2 separate regions of the Mus musculus genome follow, and region 1 is linked to region 2. A link is a contact called in public HiChIP or PLAC-seq data. All regions are on one chromosome and are shown on one strand. Each heading gives the region's core, a stretch centred on a gene start, on an enhancer-like site or on the middle of the called end of the contact. The rest is flanking DNA. Distances are from core to core; before and after follow the strand shown. Region 1 has its middle 18 kb from the start of Selenok. Region 2 overlaps Erc2 (ELKS/RAB6-interacting/CAST family member 2).

What was found. HiChIP or PLAC-seq counts read pairs in DNA pulled down with a chosen protein or histone mark.
Region 1: a contact with region 2 is called in an H3K27ac HiChIP or PLAC-seq map of embryonic stem cells, with 9 times the contacts expected there. The contact joins two enhancer-like sites.

Annotation. Positions count from the first base shown.
Region 1 is chr14:29,948,632-29,952,408 of GRCm38.p6, forward strand. No RefSeq gene overlaps it. Among named protein-coding and RNA genes, the nearest start is that of Selenok, 18 kb to the right of the region's middle. Within about 2 kb of position 2,365, at least 35 of the 459 cell types and tissues checked have an H3K27ac peak or open chromatin away from gene starts, as enhancers often do. A contact at or near this core is called in embryonic stem cells, where this site is marked.
Region 2 is chr14:27,668,142-27,671,680 of GRCm38.p6, forward strand. All of the region lies in intron 2 of Erc2 (ELKS/RAB6-interacting/CAST family member 2), which reads left to right. Among named protein-coding and RNA genes, the nearest start is that of Erc2, 48 kb to the left of the region's middle. Within about 2 kb of position 1,935, at least 7 of the 459 cell types and tissues checked have an H3K27ac peak or open chromatin away from gene starts, as enhancers often do. A contact at or near this core is called in embryonic stem cells, where this site is marked.

The DNA.
Region 1 (3,777 bases), core at 1,115-3,614, 2.3 Mb after region 2:
CTATCACAGCAGAGATGTCACGACAGCGGGCGCTTAAGGCAGCTGCTCACAGCACAGCCACAGTCAGATCACAAGGAACACAGGCACACTGCTCCCTCTCTCCTTTGCACAGTCCAGGATCCTCTCTCTGTTCAGACAACAGCTTCTCTCCCAATTAAGCTGGGTCTTCCTGCATCAGTCAACATAACCATGATGATCTCTCACAGATGCGCTCAAAGGCCTTTCCCAGGTGATTCAGTTTCTATTATGAGTGGTGGTCAACTGATTTCTTCCAAACCTGAGTGCGATTCTACTATTATGTTCTCTCTCCCTCTCTCTCTCTCCCTCTCTCTCTCTCTCTCTCTCTCTCTCTCTCTCTCTCTCTCTCTCTCTCTCTCTCCCTCTCCCTCTCCCTCCCTCCCCCTCCCTCCCCCTCCCTGTCTCTCTCTTCCCCCCTTTCTTCCCCTGTCTCTCCCTCCTTCCCTCCCTTCTCTGTCTCTCTCTCTAACACATACACAAATACACACCCACACACAAACACACAACTTAACAGCAACCCAAAAATAGTGAGACCCACAGACTGGAAGCTGGAAGGCTGCATTTTGTCTACATAAATTATCACACAGGCCATGAAATGTAAGAAAACATTTTCAAAAATCAAATGATGTGGGCTCCCAGTAGAGGGATGGAGTCACCAACCTCCGTTCAAAATTTTTGATCCAGAATTGTTCCTGTCTAAAAGAACATTTCTTTTCCTTCAGGAAAGGTCATCCAGTGACTGTCCCATGTGCAGGCACCAATCCCTGACATCATTACTGATGTCATATTGTGCTTGCAGACAAGAGCCTCGCATGGCTGTCCTCTGAGAAGCTCTACCAGCAGCTGAGACAGATGCAGATACTTACAGCCAACCATTAGACTGAAGTCGGGACCCCTATGGAAGAGTTGAAGGAGCTGAGGGGATGGCAACCCTGTAGAAAGACCAACAGTGTCAACTAAGTGGACCCATGAGAACTCTCAGAGACTAAACTACTGTCTTAGTTAGGGTTTTACTGCTGTGAACAGACACCATGACCAAGGCAAGTCTTATAAAAACAACATTTAATTGGGGCTGGCTTACAGGTTCAGAGGTTCAGTCCATTATCATCAAGGTGGGAGCATGGCAGTATCCAGGCAGGCATGGCTCAGGAGGAGCTGAGAGTTCTATGTCTTCATCCAAAGGCTGCTAGTGGAAGACTGATTTCCAGGCAACTAGGGTGAGGATCTTATACCCACACCCACAGCGACACACCCATTCCAACCAGGTCACACCTATTCCAACAAGGCCACACCTTCAGATGGTGCCACTCCCTGGTCCAAGGATATACAAACCATCACATCTACTAACCAAAGAGCATACATGGGGGGGTCCATCACCCCAGGCACTTGTGTAGCAGAAGACTGCCTTGTCTGGCCTCAGTGGGAGAGGATGAGCCTAAACCTGTAGAGACCTAATGTTCCAGGGAAGGGATATACTGGGGGAGAAGGGGAGGGGCTGAGTGGGTGGTGGGTCAATGGATGGGGGAATACCCTCTCAGAGACAAAGGGGAGGGGGTGAAGAACTCTGGGAGGGGGACTGAGAAGAGGGGCAATATTTGGAATGCAAATAAGTAAATATTTTTAAAAAAAATCAAGTGATTCCATAGCAGATTTGTAAAGATGATCAAAATTCAGCAGGCATTCTTTCTGTGTTGGTTTCCTGGGAAGTTGTTGATGAGCACTGTATCCTACAACTTTTGATATTCTACTAAGGATTGATGGTATCCATTTCCTTTCAAATCAGGCCTTTTTCAGTCTCAGTCAGTGTTCAGCATCCAATCAGCCTGCAAGGCCTCCCTGCTGCAGGTGTTCTGCTGAGAACCCCGAAGCACAAATGCCTTGAAACTCTTCATAAGCCTGGCAAAGGCTTGCTTCCTTTCAGCAAGCGCTTTGAAAAGGAAAGCCTAGCTGAGAGCTTTGCTCTCAGGACTCACTCTGGATAACAGGAAGAAAAGAGGCAAGTGTAATGTTTGTTCCTCAGCCCGTGGAATCAGAATTCCACTTAAATAACCTGTAAAAGCTCCTGTGAGTGTGCCAAAGTAAAAATAGTCACAAAATCTTCCTGGTTTAGCCAGGGTTCTATTGCTGTGAAGGGACACCGTGACCATAGCAATTCTTACAAAGAAAGGCATTTAATTGGGGCTGGCTTACAGTTTCAGAGGTTTAGTTCATTATCCTCATGGTGGGAAACACGTACAGGCCAACTTGGTGCTGGAGAAGGAGCTGAGAGCTCTACATCCAGATCCCCAGGCAGCAGGAAGAGAAAAGCACAGGGCCTGCAGTGGCACACTTCCTCCCACAAGGCCAGACCCACCACGACGCACCTCCTAATCTAAGTAGTACCACTCCCTGATGACTAAGCATTCAAACCTCTGAGCTTAGAGGCTCCATTCTTATTTAAACCACCATACTTCCCATTTCTATAACTTAGCTAAAAGAGTCAGCTAGCTTATTTAAAAGCTATAGGAATGATGAGCTGATCTGCTTACGGCTGCTGTAACAGATGTCACACTAACCAGATGGATTATCAGAATTTCATTGTTTCACAGTCCCAAGGCTAGGTAGAGTCAAGGTTGAGGCAGAGTTGGTTCCCCAAGGAAAGAATCCATCCCAGGCTCTCCCCTTGGCCTATACCTGGCTGTTTATCACTGTGTTGCTTTGAACTGTCTTCCTCTACACATGTCTCTGTCCGAATCTCCTCTTTCATCGGGACAGTAATAACAGCGTTAAAACCTCACCCTAATGATTTTACCTTAATGACTTCTAACTTAGTAAAAATGTTGTCTCCGTATATGGTCACATTTCGAGATGGTGCAATAAGCACAGGTCTGAAACCCAGCTTCCTGGTGAAGTATCAAGGCTCTTGTGTCCCAAGGCAAAGGATCACACTGATAGATGAAGCCCCAGGATGGGGAGCTTTCCAGGGTTTCTCTGTAAACTGGCTTTTTTTCATATGTCAATCTTTTATGGTATTATCTATGTCTATATAAACACACAAACATGTACATATAATCTTATTTTTTAAAGAACTTCAATGCTGTGTTCATATGTCTGTCTTGGCATAGGCTTCTCCAGTCTCTCTACACTGGGACTTATAACTACAGCATATGAATTTATGGGGTTGGTGGCACACACCTCTAGTCCCAGAAACTCAGGAACAGAGGCAGGAGGATTGAGACTTAGAGACTTCTTGGACTACATCCTGAAACCCTGTCCCCACAAGTGAATAATTCATTCATTCATTTATGGGATTGGATACAATACAGCCATGACAAATAATTTTAAAACTGTTGCAGCCCCGGCTGGGGATAAAATGTCCTAACTCTGTGCCAGCGCTCGCTTTTGTCCCTCTTGTTATTGCAGTCTCTATTTGAGGAAGAACTGCTGTCTTGCCACGGTTTAGATTTGCATTTTCATTGTCACCAGTGATACTGAGAATAGTCCTGTGCTTATTGGCCACAGCCATCTGTGTAGCTTGTTCGTTTAAATTTGTTTATTAGTACAGGTGTTTTGTTGGCGGGTATGTCAATGCATCACTTGCATGCCATGCCCATGGAGGCCAGAAGAGGAGTTGGATGTGCTAGAACTGGACTCCTAGACAGTTGTGAGCTGCCATGCGGGTGCTTTGGGTTGAACCTAGATCCTCTGGAAAAGCAGCCAGATCTCTTAACCACTGTGATCCCTCTCCAACCCTTCTGTGTACTTCTTTGGAAAACTGCT
Region 2 (3,539 bases), core at 685-3,184:
GTGGAAGTAATTAAAAGTGTTCTCAGAGCACCTGAAAGTCAGTGCTGTTATAATATGACTTACATGTGCGGTTTTGATGGGGCACAGGGCTGAGATGTGACAGGTGAGGCAGAGAAGCAGATAGACAGAGAGGCTGGCGGGGCAGGGATCCTGGTACTCCCGTGGGTGCACTGGTGGGTGCATTCCAGTGCTGCTGAGGAAGCAGTCCACAGGCTTGCCCTGTGCTGACTAAGCACTGCCACTGCCTTGCTTGCTGGAGAGAGGAGCCACCAGCGTTTCCCTCAGGAGAAACTTTACAAGTAAAGGCTAATTTTACTTTCGCTGTTGATGGCATTTCTCAGCTATTCTAATTAGCCTCCTAATAGAAATGCTACAGAAATATATTCCATGCTCCCGAGAGAGCAGAGAGGGGAAAAGGTTGTTTTTAAGTAACCCAGAATAGGTTTTACCTGTGGATTCCAGACCCGCATGGTCCCTTCTCATGACTTTATGAAAGGGCAGACACCCTTGGCTTAGATTAAATGCCTGTCTCTACTTCATTGTCAACTTATAGACTCTGTGAGACACTCCCCAACTGCAAATAAATGATTTTAACAAGGCAAATGACAGTTGTATTAATGGGTTAAATGCTGTCTCTCCCTTTTTTCTAAGGAGTATTTTGTTAATTTATGGATCATATTTTGCTTTCTCCTTCAGTATTTAATTATGTATCCATATGTCCATCCCTCCTACTGTTCCTCCCTCCTTCCCTTCCTCCCTCTATCCATCCATCGCCTATCCATCCCTTCATTAAAATACCAATTCTGAATATAACATTTGCTTAGTAAATAGCTATTAAATGAAATACAAAACTGTGCACACCGCTAATGCCTTTTAAATTTCATTAGACTATGAGGCCTAGATCTAAAAGGTTAATACCATGCAAAAAGTCAAGGTTTAGGGTTTTCCTTTATTCCTTTTTAAGAGAAGATTGTTTTATTTTTAATTTATGAGTATGAGTGTTTTGCCTGCATGTATGTATATATGTGTTCCTGGTCCCTGTGGAAGCCAGAAAGGGCCTTTGAGTCCCTGAAAGTAGACTTATAGATTGTTGTGGGCTGCCATGTGTGTACTAGGAACTGAACCCTGGTCTTCTATAAGATCAGTCAGTGCTCGTGACCACTGAGTCATCTCTCTAACAGCCTGATTTTCTTGAATATGGACAAGAGATTATTGTTTTGAGTCTAGTAGGTGGGACCTCCCTTAGGTAGGACATAATCTCTCTGGGTTCCTGTAGTTCATCCCTTGGTTGACATACATAGTTTTAGATTTAAGGTGAAATAAGAACATTTCTGAATCCAAGAGTTGGTAAGATATAGACTGTGTTAGAATCATGGCTTGCATCAGGACAGACCACACCAGGCCAAAGCAGTTCCATGTGGCAGAGGTTTATTGTGGGGGAAAAGAGCAAAGGTGGCCACCAAGAAGGGGTGGGAGAGAGGTCAGAGGAGTCTGCCTTTTATTTGGATAGTGACATAGCCGCTCGCAGGTAGCAGTGGGAGGTGGGAGGTGAGCCAAGTGGATTCTGGGAATTCGTATAGGATGCCACAGCTGCAGATGTTCGGATCTCTGTCACTGAGGTGTGCTGTCACTGGGTTCAGAGCTGATCCTGATACCAACCTAGATAATGATGTGCTCGCACAGTCTGGAGTAAGAACCCTGACTCCACACGTATGTGTGTGCAATAGCAGCTTAAGGACTCTTTGGTCTCACAGAGTTTAGGAGCCACTCATGCAGGTCTGAAGAATGGGATCAGAGATGAGTAAGGCATACCAGGTATTGGTTAATTCTAAGAAGCTGAGACATGATCCTGGCGGGTGGTTCCTGGCTGGTGCCTGGCTGGGAGTGAGAAGGATAAAAGGCTGGAGAGCCAAGGGAGAGATAGCTCATATTAAGAATTCAGTGTAGACAAAGGTGCCACCTTCTTATGCTAAGAAGGCAGATGCCTTCTGTGCAGAGCTTGCTTTGCAAGAGGGAAGTTAACTGCCTTTGTTTTACTGATGACTGGAATCTGTACAGCTGTTTGTGACTCTTGAACTTCCTAGCAAAGCACAGGCAGATACAGCTGCAATGAGCTCAGCATCCCGGGCCTGCCTCTTCTAAGGACATTGCTCATTTCAATGGTACTTAGCTTCATCCCAGCGGCTGCTTCCAGTTTCATGTTGGGTACATGTGACCATGCAATGTTTGCACGTGTGTGTGTCTACTTATCTCTGTATGTGTTTAAGCTCAATGTTACGACTTGAGCAGGCTAACCACTATAAGTGACAGTTAATTGTCTTGGAGGAAGGATTTCCCAAGGCAGTTCCTTGCCATTCTCAAGTCTGAATCCCATTTAGAAGAAGTCTGTTAGAAATGTCTCTGCAGTGGAAGGTGCTTGCTTACTTTATAAGGAGCATTATTCTTTGACCACAGTGTAGTTTATTGTACACATTTCCATCAGAAAGTAATCTAAGGCCGGGTGTGGTGGTGCATGCCTTTAATCCCAGCACTTGGGAGGCAAAGGCAGGTGGATTTCTGAGTTTGAGGCCAGCCTGGTCTACAAAGTGAGTTCCAGGACAACCAAGGCTACACAGAGAAACCCTGTCTCAAAAAAACAAAAAAACAAAAAAACAAAAAAAAGAAGAAGAATCTGTTTGTTAGGGGTTTACATAGGTTGTTGGTGACTGAATTCTATTGTTCCCTTCTCCCCTCCTCAGTGCCTGTGCAGGAGAATATACAGTTAAAGAGGTCAAAGGGCAGATGGGATCTGACTGTGTTGATGTATGTGTTGATGTACACTTATGCCTGCCTCTACGCAAGATTCTTCAGTTGGGTGTGAGAACTTGCTTCCACATCTACCCTGATCCCACGGTGGTAATATCTGTTCTGTTGGAAACCCTGTAGTCTCCACACTCAGAGAGAACTTGGGGATAAAGAGGGATGGTGGCTTTGGTGTCTTACCATACTGATCCCAGAAATGTGTGGGTAGAGGAGGGTTGGTAGGGCCCTGTCCTCTGAGGCTAGAAAGTGGGGTGATAGGTGTGCTTCCTGGGGAAGCACTGTTGCTACTGGAATGAAGGAAGATGGAATCTTGGATCTGGCTTGTCCTGTTGGGGCTCCATGCAAAAGGATGGGGGCGTAGAGAACAGTTGTGAGCTACCTGCACCATGACGATCTTATCCTGCATATCCTGATAAATGTCTCTGTATTTGGGAAGGAATACTAGATACTCCTTTCGGGGCAGCAACAAGGAGTGATTAAGGGGGACAAGGGGTTGACTAGAGCCTCACAAGAAACTAAGAAATGGGACCTGTCATTCATTCTACAGCTAAGCCCTACTAACATGTCTGTCACTTTTTCCTAAGCCTGGCCAGGGTCCTGACTTCATAGCATTATTTCTTAATAGCTAAATAGGTATTTGAATAGAATAATAGTAAGACCTAACACTTATTGATAACTTGCTACATGCCAGCCATATATATTGACTCATTTGTTACTTGTGATAGCATCACTAGATA